Linked DNA regions of Gossypium hirsutum: region 1 is linked to region 2. Evidence: chromatin contacts called from public Hi-C data. All regions are on one chromosome and are shown on one strand. Each heading gives the region's core, a stretch centred on a gene start, on an enhancer-like site or on the middle of the called end of the contact. The rest is flanking DNA. Distances are from core to core; before and after follow the strand shown. Region 1 holds the start of LOC107918067 (protein ASPARTIC PROTEASE IN GUARD CELL 1). Region 2 holds the start of LOC107918058 (photosystem I chlorophyll a/b-binding protein 5, chloroplastic).

The links. A called contact is a pair of places that touch in the nucleus more often than the background predicts.
Region 1: a contact with region 2 is called in a Hi-C map of leaf, with 2.2 times the contacts expected there. The contact joins the promoter of LOC107918067 here to the promoter of LOC107918058 in region 2. A contact is called at or near these places in 7 of 34 Hi-C or Micro-C datasets (callus, hypocotyl, leaf and 1 more).

What each region holds. Positions count from the first base shown.
Region 1 is chrA01:27,190,111-27,195,801 of Gossypium_hirsutum_v2.1, reverse strand. It overlaps LOC107918067 (protein ASPARTIC PROTEASE IN GUARD CELL 1), which reads left to right and starts at 2,155. Exons shown (of 14, transcript XR_001689901.2): 1 at 2,155-2,480; 2 at 2,566-2,686; 3 at 3,028-3,455; 4 at 3,554-3,710; 5 at 4,620-4,702; 6 at 4,793-4,889; 7 at 5,082-5,151; 8 at 5,370-5,576.
Region 2 is chrA01:26,867,652-26,873,799 of Gossypium_hirsutum_v2.1, reverse strand. LOC107918058 (photosystem I chlorophyll a/b-binding protein 5, chloroplastic) reads left to right here and starts at 4,570. Exons shown (of 6, transcript XM_016847561.2): 1 at 4,570-4,914; 2 at 5,009-5,141; 3 at 5,210-5,322; 4 at 5,421-5,525; 5 at 5,630-5,718; 6 at 5,801-6,058. The coding sequence starts at 4,700. The coding sequence ends at 5,943. It also overlaps the pseudogene LOC107918057 and the pseudogene LOC107917032.

The sequences.
Region 1 (5,691 bases), core at 906-3,405, 320 kb before region 2:
CTAGTGGCGAATTGCATAAATTGTTTGTCATAGTTTATGATTATATGGTGTGGATGTGTGATCTAACTTAAATAAATTTCGTTGAGGTGAGTTTGTTGGTTAAAATTAGACCACTCTGGTTCTTAATGCTGCTAGTAAGTTAAATCTTGGACGCTGAGCTACAAAATTATTTATTGGTTAAGGAAGTAATTTCAAACGAGTTGTCTCTTGGTTATTCAACAAGTAAGGAGAGATTAGTTATTTGGTGCTGAGTCAGCAACTAGAACTAAAGGCACTGTAGACATCCTTGCGTTGATGGTTGAATCTATAAATCAAATGGAGATTTTACATTTGGCTATAGCCTTTTATCATTGATTTTCCTAAAACTTTTAATTATTGTATTCTTTCTTTTAGTTTTTAATTTGAATTATTTTTTATTTTATAAAAACCTCTCTTTTATTCACTTTATTTGTTTTTGTTTAAGAAATAAAATTATTACCGATCTCTAGATACAACCTTACTTGTCACTTTCTACTGATCTCATATTTTCAAGTAGATTCTATTTTTATAGATCTCGATGGCCTAACAATATCAATTAAAATATATTAATTTTTTAAAAAAATTGTACAAAATTTGTAACATTTTAGAAATGGTTAAAATATGCTATTAGTCCTCATATTTTGACAAAATTTGATATTTAGTCCTTAACTTAAAAAGTTAAAAATTAACTCATATTTTCTTGATTTAAAAATCTCAATCCAATCATTAAAATTGTAAGTATTATAAGTATTTTCAATAAAAAATTGTCAATTTGACATATTTGTTAAGTTGCTCGCATAAGACGCGACATATGATTGACAAAAAGTTAACATGTTACATTGACAAATTTTAATTGAAACTACAAACGGCAATCATGATTAGACTAGGATTATTAAATTGAAAAAAATAGTATGATTGAATTCTCTCACTTTTAAAGTATAAGGACTAAATCTCAAATTTTATCAAAATATAGGGGCTAACAACATATGTTAACCTTTAGAAATACTATGTTTAAGAAAGTAAAAACAAAATAATATAAATATTTAATTTTTATAATTTCTATTATGATCCATATAAGTTAAGAATAAAAATTTCAATATTTAAAATAATCTTGAATTAATTATTATTTGTGACAATATGTTCAAAAATCAAATAATAGTGATGATATGTTCCTTAAAATTTTTAAAGAAAAAAAATTATTATTTAAAACAGCAAAAAATTTTATTATTTAAAATAGGTATAATGACAAGTTTAGTCATTAATGTTTACATAGTTTATCAATTTGGCTCTTTTTTTTTTCTAAGTTAAATTTGACTATCAATATTTTTAAATAAGTTAAATTTGTGCATCAACTTTTCAAAAATAGTAACTAAAACATTATCTTTTTTAAATATAGCTCTCTACATGACAATTTATATATATTATACTAATTTTTTGAACGTTTTATAATTTTGAATTTATTTTTATTTTTTGAATATTTTTTTATAATTTTAAATTGCTTATTAATATGACATAGAAGATAAAATAGTGTCGTGTCATCATGAAGTACATATAAATTGTTATGTGGGTTGTCATGCCAATGTCATTAAAAATTAATGTTTTACTTAGCATTTTTGTTACAAAAAGTAATTTAATTGTTTTTGAAATATTAATAACTAAATTTAACTCAAAAAATAAGGATTAAATTGACAAAAAAATGTAACTTTTAATGCTAAATTTATCATTATTCCATTAAAATATTATATATAATGTTAATTTAAAAAATAATAAACTCTTATAGTAAAATTTTTAAATGATGGTTGTTGATTTATGAATTGTAAAATGTTTTATAATAATACTTAATTTATTTTTTGTGATTATAAATGTATTAAATATTTATTATTTATTCTAATTAGGTTTATTAAATATTTTGTATTAGAAGAGTATTTAATTAATTTATTTAAATTTAAAAAATATAGTTTTTTAATATGTATTAGTTAAAAAAATTGAAGTTAAATTTTAATTATACTTACATGTGATTGGGTTTATGTTGCAAATAGAGGGATAAGACGGAAGAATATCGGGGCGGGTAAAAAAGTAACCGGTCCGCCCCGCCCATTGCTAACTCTAATAAAAGAACCAATTTTCATTCCAAAAGGGACTGTAATCTATCGGGTGCTTTGTCTGCAGTGGTCTGTCGTCGTTGACCGCAATCTGTAGCCAAAGTAACGCGCCATGGCTCGAACTTTGCTTCACCTAACTTCGTCCATTATTGTTTGTGCCCTGATCTGCTTCAATTTCTTCACCGTCGACGCAAAAGATCATCATCCGCGGCCGATGCTCCTTCCTCTGCAACTGACCTCACGTAATCATTCCCAGCAGCGCCACTTGGACAATATCCGCCGTCATCTGCAGCAATCGGGATTCTCTTCTTCCACTCCAAACGCTCGCATGAGACTTTATGATGATCTCCTATCCAACGGGTCTCTCTCCTATAAAAAATGTTTAGTTTTTTTTTTTCCTCTTTTTGATTTTTCGAATATTGAGTTTTTTTTTCTGAATTTCCAGTTATTATACTACTCGGTTGTGGATTGGAACGCCACCTCAGGAATTTGCTCTTATCGTCGACACCGGAAGTACTGTAACTTACGTTCCTTGCTCCAGTTGTGCGCATTGCGGCAAGCATCAGGTTCGGTTCTGTCTTATCAAGTTCGTGCACTTCAACTTTCCTAGTTCTTAATTATAATTAATCAAGTTTGAAATTTGATGCCTTTGTTTGAATTGAGATTGAGATTATTAACTTGATCAATTTGAAACTAGCGAATTATTAGTTTAGTAGAATTTTAATTAAGTTAAATTGAGAATTTTGAGTCTTCAATTTTTATCGTTCGAATGAGAAAGTGAAGTGAGTTACGCTTTGCTGCTTTTTTTAGAATCTTTGTCTAATTGCTTGATTTACAGATCTGTTAGAGAGATTAATTTGGGGAACTGGTGATTTTATGGTAATATTGATCTCTTGTTGCAATCCAGGATCCAAGGTTCCAACCAGATTTGTCTAGCACTTATCAACCTGTAAAATGCAATCCGAGTTGTAATTGTGATGATGAGCAAAAGCAATGCACTTATGATAGACGGTATGCTGAGATGAGTTCCAGCAGTGGTGTGCTTGGGGAGGATATTGTTTCTTTTGGGAATGAAAGTGAACTTGTGCCACAGCGTGCTGTTTTTGGGTGTGAAAATAGGGAAACAGGTGACCTTTACAGCCAACGGGCTGATGGTATAATGGGTTTGGGTCGGGGCCAGCTTAGTATTGTGGATCAGCTTGTTGATAAGAGTGTTATTGGTGATTCATTTTCTTTGTGTTATGGTGGGATGGATGTTGGCGGAGGTGCAATGGTTCTTGGAAAAATCACTCCTCCCCCTGAAATGGTGTTCTCCCATTCAGACCCTTTCCGCAGGTATCCTTCTTTTACAGTATTGTATTTGTTAATGCATTTTTCCTAGGAATTTATCTGGTTCTTGTTACGCATTCACTGTAGTTTTTGAATGTCTACAGCCCTTACTATAACATTGAGCTTAAGGAAATGCATGTTGCTGGTAAGCGATTGAAGCTACCTACTGGGGTCTTTGATGGAAGGCATGGAACAGTTTTGGACAGTGGCACCACATATGCTTACTTCCAAAAAGATGCTTTTGTTGCATTTAGTGATGCTGTAAGATCTAATAGCTTTGAGCTTCGTGATAAATTGAGTTTGTTTGCTAGTCAAGTTCTCATTTCTATTCTATGATTAGTATTTCTTTGTGGTAGCCAGAATTAGTGTCTGAGGCTTAGAAGAAGTTTTTGGTTTTGCTTGGAGGTTTAAAAGCATGGGGTTTTGTTGCATTTACATGTTCCCTAATAGATGGATGATTACTCATTTTGTCATTTATGAATATATGACAAGCAATCTGTGGAGAAGTGAGTGCAGATTCATATTAATATATCTCGGTTACAATGTCATAAACTAGATGTCTGGGTTACAGTGATATAAACTAGCCATTCCTTATGACAACTGCTTTTTACTTTCCTAGCACTTGGGGATGCTACTTACAAGTTGGTACGATCTGCTTGATTGTCCAACTTCTGGAACTTGTCATTTTCAGGTCCTGTTCACTTCAGAATTTTGAAGCATGTCTATTCTGCATATTACTATCCTTAAACACATATGATCCATTTTTATAATTATTATTGGAAAAATGGTCATGGCACTTTTCAAGGAGAAATAAAGTACTAGTAAATTGTTAATTGACTCACAGTTATTTGCATTTGTTAAGTTATTGTGGAAGCCTTGAATAAAATTAACGTGTTCTATGATTGTTGGGGATTGATTGTGGTCTAGCCATTTGGGATTTAGCATTCCATGAACCGTTGCTTGGTCAGTTGCCTCCATCTTGAAAATTATGGCAGCAACGATGATTAATCTGTTTTGTACTTGCTACAACTCAAAATCTTATCTGAGCTTACTTGTAGCTGTTTTAAGTTCCTTAGGTTTAACCTTCATTAACATAGAAATCAGCATTTGCACACCTGCATGGTAATGTTCAGACCTGTTCTTCATGATTATTTGGCTATGTTAATGCAGATCCTAAGGGAAGTTCATTCTCTCAAAAGGGTCCGTGGTCCTGACCCTAATTATGATGATATATGTTTTTCTGGTGCTGGAAGGTGTTGCCAATAACTTTTTCATTTTATATGAAATGCTGGAATTTCTAGTCTTCCATCCATCATAACTATTTTTCTTGAAATGTAATACAGGGATGTTTCCCAACTATCAAAAAGTTTCCCAGAGGTTGAGATGGTATTTAACAATGGAAATAAGTTATTACTGTCCCCTGAAAACTACCTGTTCCGGGTAATTATTATGATTTTTATTGTTATTATTATTATTTTAACTTGGAGACCAAAATGGGTCCCGTGTTGGTGGAAAAGCTAATTTAAATGGTTATAAGACATTCTTGCATCATCTATTTTCTGTACTAGCTTCTCAAACTACTATCTTACACATATCTTTTCTGTTTCTGTCTCTTAATGGCATGCTTTGTAGCACACAAAGCTCATTGGTGCATATTGCTTGGGAATTTTTGCTAATACAGAGTCAACTACTCTTTTAGGAGGTATGTTACTTAATTCACGAAACACAAAGCCCTCTTTCCCTCTACATATGTGCAACTCTGTATTCATGTCCATCGCATAGGATATCATATAGTTTTGAAAAGCCTCAAGTTCTTGTGGTATACATGGGCCTGTCTGGACCTTACGCTTGTTCAACTCAATATATCCTGTTTGTTTGCATGACTGTGGTAATAAACCCCAACTTTTTATTGTTTGGCAGGAATTGTTGTTCGGAACACCTTAGTTACATATGATCGGGATAACGACAGGATAGGCTTTTTGAAAACTAATTGTTCTGAACTATGGAGGAGGGTGAAGATATCTGGTGCACCTGCACCAGCTCCTTCAGTCTCCCAAAGCAATGATACTAACCTGGAAATTCCTCCTGCATCTGCCCGAAGTGGATCGCCAGCAAATGTTCTTCCAGGTGCATGGCATATTACTTGCATTCCTGCAATGTTTCCTGTGTTCCTTGGTTTCTTCCCTTGCACAGTTCTGTGAATTGATATATCGTGATCACAATTTAAGGACTTTCTTATATA
Region 2 (6,148 bases), core at 3,321-5,820:
TTGAGTTAGCGTTTCAAGGGAAATCTATTCATGGATTTGGAGTTAAAGCTGGGTTAGATAAGGACTCTAAGGTGAAAAATGCGCTTACTTCGATGTATGCAAGATGTGGGGAATTGGAAGGGGCAGAAATTTTGTTTGAAGAAATGGTAGAAAAAAGTGTAGTTTCCTGGAATACCATGATTGGTGCTTATGGACAAAACGGTTTGTTTGATGAAGCGATGGTTTTATTCAATAAAATGAGAGCGCAAGCTTTGGAAGCTAATTCTGTAACACTTATGAGCCTTCTATCTGCTAATGCAGACCCTGAAACACTTCATTGTTTGGCTATTAAAGTCGGTTTTGTAAACAATGCTTCTGTGATTGCTTCTTTAGTTTGTGTATATGCGAAATGTGGAGATAGTGAATCTGCTGAATTGCTTCATAAGTCATTGTCTCAAGAAAATTTGGTTTCCTTGACTGCTCTTGTCTCAAGCTATGCTGAGAAAGGGAACATGGATAAGGTAATACCATGCTTTACTCGGAGTCAGATGCTCGATATGGAATTGGATGAAGTTGCAATGGTTAGCATTCTCCATGGGGTTAAAAATCCTGCTAACATTGCTATTGGACTTGCTTTTCATGGTTATGGAATAAAGACTGGTCTTTTCATACATTGTTTGGTTGCAAATGGGCTAATAAGCATGTATTCAAGGTTCAATGATATAGAAGCTGTATTCTCTTTGTTCTCTGAGATGCAGGAAAAACCATTAATCAGTTGGAACTCGATAATATCTAGTTGTGTGCAGGCTGGAAGAACTGGCGATGCCAAGGAGTTATTTTGTCAAATGAGGATGTATGGACATGTACCAGATGCCATCACCATTGCTACTATGCTATCTGGGTGTTCACAATTGGGTTATTTACAGTTTGGTAAAAAGCTTCATGGTTTTATCCTTAGGAATAATCTAGAAATGGAAGATTTTATTGGTACTGCTCTTATACACATGTATGTCAAGTGTGGAACCATTGAGCTAGCTGAACAAATCTTCAAGAGCATCAAAGAACCATGTTTGGCAACATGGAATACAATGATTACAGGTTATGGTATAGGCGGATTCGAAAATAAAGCATTTAATCACTACACTGAATTGCAAAAAAGAGGGTTAAAGCCTGATAAAATCACATTCTTGGGTGTTTTAGCTGCTTGCATCCACGGTGGTAACGTTGATTAAGGAAGAAGATACTTCCAGATGATGGTAGAAGAATTTGGCATATCACCAAGCCTTCAACACTGTGCAAGCATGGTTGCACTGCTTAGCCGTTGTGGCTACTTTGGGGAAGCATTGTTATTCATCAGGAATATGGAATCCAGGCCAGATTCTGCAGTGTGGGGAGCTTTGCTCAATGGTTGTTGCATCCACCAAGAGGTCAAACTTGGGGAATATTTAGCCAAGAAATTGTATTTTTTGGACCACAGAAATGGTGGCCTTTATGTCTTGATGTCAAATCTTTATGCTTCAAAAGGGATGTGGGATGATGTAGCAAGAGTGAGGCAAATTATGAAGGACACTGGAGGGGATGGCTGTTCAGGAACTAGCCTAATCGAGCTGACTTAATAATGTTGCCGCCAATGTCTTGCAAGAAGAACCTTAGAACTAGCTTGGACCAGGAATGATAAAATAACCTGTAATCTGTTAAATTGCCCATTGAATAACCCAAAAAAGCTTAAATCTCTACCTTCACATTGGCAGTAACACCCCTAAAGCCAAATGGATCACTTTCGAGAAGCTCACATCTTACCCTTCTTGAAAATCATTGGTCTGGATGGAGAAGAAGAGAGTAACGAGGAGGAAAACAAGGAATCTTGGTGCGTTTTGAAGGTTGGTAACAAAATTAAAGTGGAAATGCAGTCGAAAACTTTTAGAGATGAACCTTGGTCGATTTCGTAGCAAAGGGAGTTTGGGTAATGAAGTTTTTTAGTGATGAAGTTTATAGAATCTTTGTTAGAAAGTTTAATGATTGTTTGTTTGAGAATACACATGGGTTTGAGTCTGATGATGCTAACATGGTTAAAGTTTATGGGGCAAATTTTACTGGTTGGGAAATGCCTGAAGCAGCTGATGATTCTATCTGGGAAGATGCTGAGGATGCTTCCTTGAGAGTTTCCCAATCTACGACCCAGTGACGGCAAATCAGGATCTTCGAGGAGTCTGAGGAGGTGGCATATGAAGGGATACAAAGCTTGGCTTTGGGGGTATTGGATCATAGTTTCTTGGTTGGTGATTCTGGTGTCCAAGTTAAGAATTTTGCAAATGGGATTCATGGCAAAGGTGTTTATGTAAGTTACGATCATGGGAATCCAAAGAGTTCTTTGTATTTGGTGCATTTGATGTCAAAAAAGGTGCTTCTTATGAAAGCTGAGATGAATGTGCTTCTAATGAGTTCTAAGATCGGGGATTCGGAAGCCTCGCACAACAGGGCTTTATCAGCTGGATATTGAGACCAGAAAGATTGTTACTGAATGGAAGTTCGGGAAAGATGGGGCTGATATTTCAATGAGGTATATCAGAAATGATAGCAAGGGATCACAATTGGAACCCGTCAGAAACCGCATTTTTATGACAATAGGATTTGCTGGTGGATACACTAGACCAAAATGGGATGGTTCAGAATCTTGCTACTAGTTATTGGGTATAAGTGCATCATCAGCATCCAAGAGGGACTAACTTCCAATGCTTTGCAAGCCCTCGGAATGCTCTACTGTTGTTGGATCTCTCAATGGGAAGATTCAGTTTTATTCAACCAATTCTATGAGACAGGCAAGAACAACTTTTCCTGGCCTTGGGTTTCCCAGGACTCATGTTTGTGTTACGTTTGATGGGAAGTATTAGGATCAACTGGTACCTATTTGATCCTTATTTGCACCCTTTTTGGCAACAAGGATGGAAAGACAAAGACAGGTTTTAGTGGGTGTTTGGGGAACAGGATAGAGCTCCACGTTTGTTGAAGCTAACTCCCCTGGATTCACATTTAGCAGGGGCCAATTACAAGTTCAAAAATGCTCAGCTTTCATGGGTAAGCATGCATATACTCTTATTCAGGTTTTAACTTCCTATTGCTTGTGCTTTTAGCTGCTGAGCTGCATTTAATATACATGATGTAGGTATTACTAATTGGCCATCTAATCTTGAAGGAAGTGCTTATTTGGCAGAATATTAACAGTGTCTTTTTTGTTTTTTTAAATTTTGAATAGCTAGCTGGAGTTGTTTGATATCCTTTTGAATTTTGGTTCCTTCGGATTGCATTATTTTTTGATATGTTACTTGCAGCATTGATCCAGTATGTTATTTTATGTGAACTCCGAGGTTAAGGATCTAAAAACTGATCCAGTTTGCGTGTTCCAATTGCACATGTTGCATCAATTTCATTGTCCCCTGGTGGAAACATGATATTTGGATTTGTTGCCTCAGTTGTCTAATATGCTGAATCATTAACATGATTTTGAAGATTCTCCTCACGCTTGATTTGTGAACTTGGTTTTGAGGTCTACACACTTCTCATTTTGTTGCATTCCTTTGTCCAACTTGGTTAAATATCAATATTAAAGCGGCTAGGCCACTTTATTCCCTGGAAATCTAATTACCTCTGCAACATACAATCAACATGCCTTTTATGCCATCTCTATCCTTAAAAGTTCTTTAATCAAGTTTTTTCAGTTCAAGTTTCATCGAGTGCCACTACTAAAGGATGATGAATGGCATGAGGATTGAGGAGGGTGGAAAGGACTATAGAGTACGGAAAGACTCCATTGTCACTTAATAGATAGCGTACATAGTGCTTGCAACAGTTCCTCTCCCCTTTTAGGTCTCAGGTTGTTGTTCTTTCCAACATTTTCTTCGTTTCACAAATGAAAACTTCTAATCATTTGTGTTGCTGCATGACACAGGTCACCAAGAACAGGAAGCAAGAGCACCATCTAGTCGGAACGGTAGGCAAGTTTAGTGTAATATGGGACTTCCAACAGGTGAAAAACGGATCTCACACATGCTACCATATTCACGAGGGTTTGAAGAGCTGTTAGAGTCCTTACGGATGACTACATTGTTGACAATCGTTTCGTGCATGATAAGTTTGCAGTCACTGACTCTCATGAAACCCCACTAGTTGTTGCCACCCCTCTAAAAGTCCGTTCGTTCAGCATTTCAAGCAGGCAGTTATTTGTTCCACTACCACTCTTCCCTAATTTGTAATTTTCCGAATTTTACCAAAGAAGTCGCTGCTGCATTTGTAGAGCTTCTCAACTGTATTTTTCTTTTCTCAATTGTTATTTTCCTTGTTAGATTAAGCTGGCTTGCATGTGTATCTGACAACACTACTACTGTAATGATCTCCCTTTTGCTAGTTAATTGTTGTTACTATAGTTTTATTTAGTTGTAAAGGTAGCAGTTATGGGTTCAAAAGTGAATGGCTATGCTGGTTGATATCTTTCAATAGGTCCAATAATCCATATATCCAAACCCAATGGCTAGGAAGGGGCGAGTGGGTCTGTGTTATCATGTTTTCCACATATGGTGCCATTTTCTATATATTTAACTGTAATAATTTTTTAATGATGACGTGGACGCCATAAATGCCTCCAATAAGATTTACTGATAAGCAAACATAAAAAGAAATACAAAAGAAGAAAGAAGAGGAAAATAAGGAAACAATCAACACAACAATGGCGGTTGCGGTTGGAAGAGGCTTCCTTGTTCAACCTTGTTCTTATTCTTCTTCACCCACATTTCACAACAAAATATACAAACCCTCGTTGGGCTCAGCAACCACATTTTGGTCTACTTTTGCCCCTCAGCGTTATGCACAAGTTGCAGTTCAAGCTCAGCAGCGACCAACATGGCTCCCTGGACTTGACCCTCCGCCATATTTGGATGGAACGTGAGCAAGTGTTCCATATGAAGTTCCCTACACAATAATAGAATTTACACTGGTTTCAGTTTTTGACCTTCTTTTTGTTGTTTCGTAAATCCAGTTTGGCTGGTGATTATGGGTTTGACCCTCTTGGCCTAGGAGAAGATCCCAAGAGCTTGAAATGGTATGTTCAGGCAGAGTTGGTCCATGCTCGCTTTGCCATGGCTGGAGTTGCTGGAATTCTATTCACTGATGTAAGTGATTCTTCCATGGATTACTGTTATTGGGGCTTGGTGGAACTTATTCACTTTATATTTTGCAGTTACTACGCGTTACAGGGATCAGCAATTTACCAGTTTGGTATGAAGCTGGTGCAGTGAAATTTGAATTTGCCAGCACAAGAACTTTGATTGTTGTTCAGTTTCTTTTAATGGGGTAGATACTATATACGCCACAATTTTCTTATCTAGTTAGTAAAAAAATATGCATTTTGTATATAGACTAATTGCTTGGTTTGATGTTGATGAGGACAGGTTTGCTGAAACTAAAAGATACATGGATTTCATTAATCCAGGTTCTCAAGCCAAAGAAGGATCTTTCTTTGGATTGGAAGCTGCACTGGAGGGTTTAGAACCTGGGTATGTTTTTGAGGATCCTTAGACAATCATATCCCATTAGCTGCTTGAATCTCTAAAAATGGAAATCAAACTTAAAGAGACTTTTTTGTTTTCATGGTGAACAGCTACCCTGGAGGTCCACTGCTAAATCCACTTGGTCTGGCCAAAGATATTAAAAATGCTCATGAATGGAAGCTGAAAGAGATAAAAAATGGTCTGCTTTGCCTATTTCCTCCATCATTATTGTGTGTGTGTGTGTGTTTTCATTTTGTTCTGAAACCAGGTGTCCAATGCAGGAAGACTGGCGATGATAGCCATGCTAGGCATCTTTGTGCAAGCTTATGTGACACATGCAGGTCCAATTGATAACCTTGTAGAGCACCTTTCAAATCCATGGCAAAAGACCATCATTCAAACCCTTGCTAACTCTACTTCTTGAACCTCAAAACCAAATGCGGGTCTGTCTTCTTCACTTTTGCCATTGGCTTATACTTTGATGCAAATGTAAATTACTCCTACTTCCCCATTTTTATTACCATTTATTCTTTGTTCAACTGCTGTAAGCAATAGAAGATTTATGATTTCAAGGCCTAAAGCTGGTAAACAATGGCATCCAAACAGGGCTTTCACAAAAATGGAATACT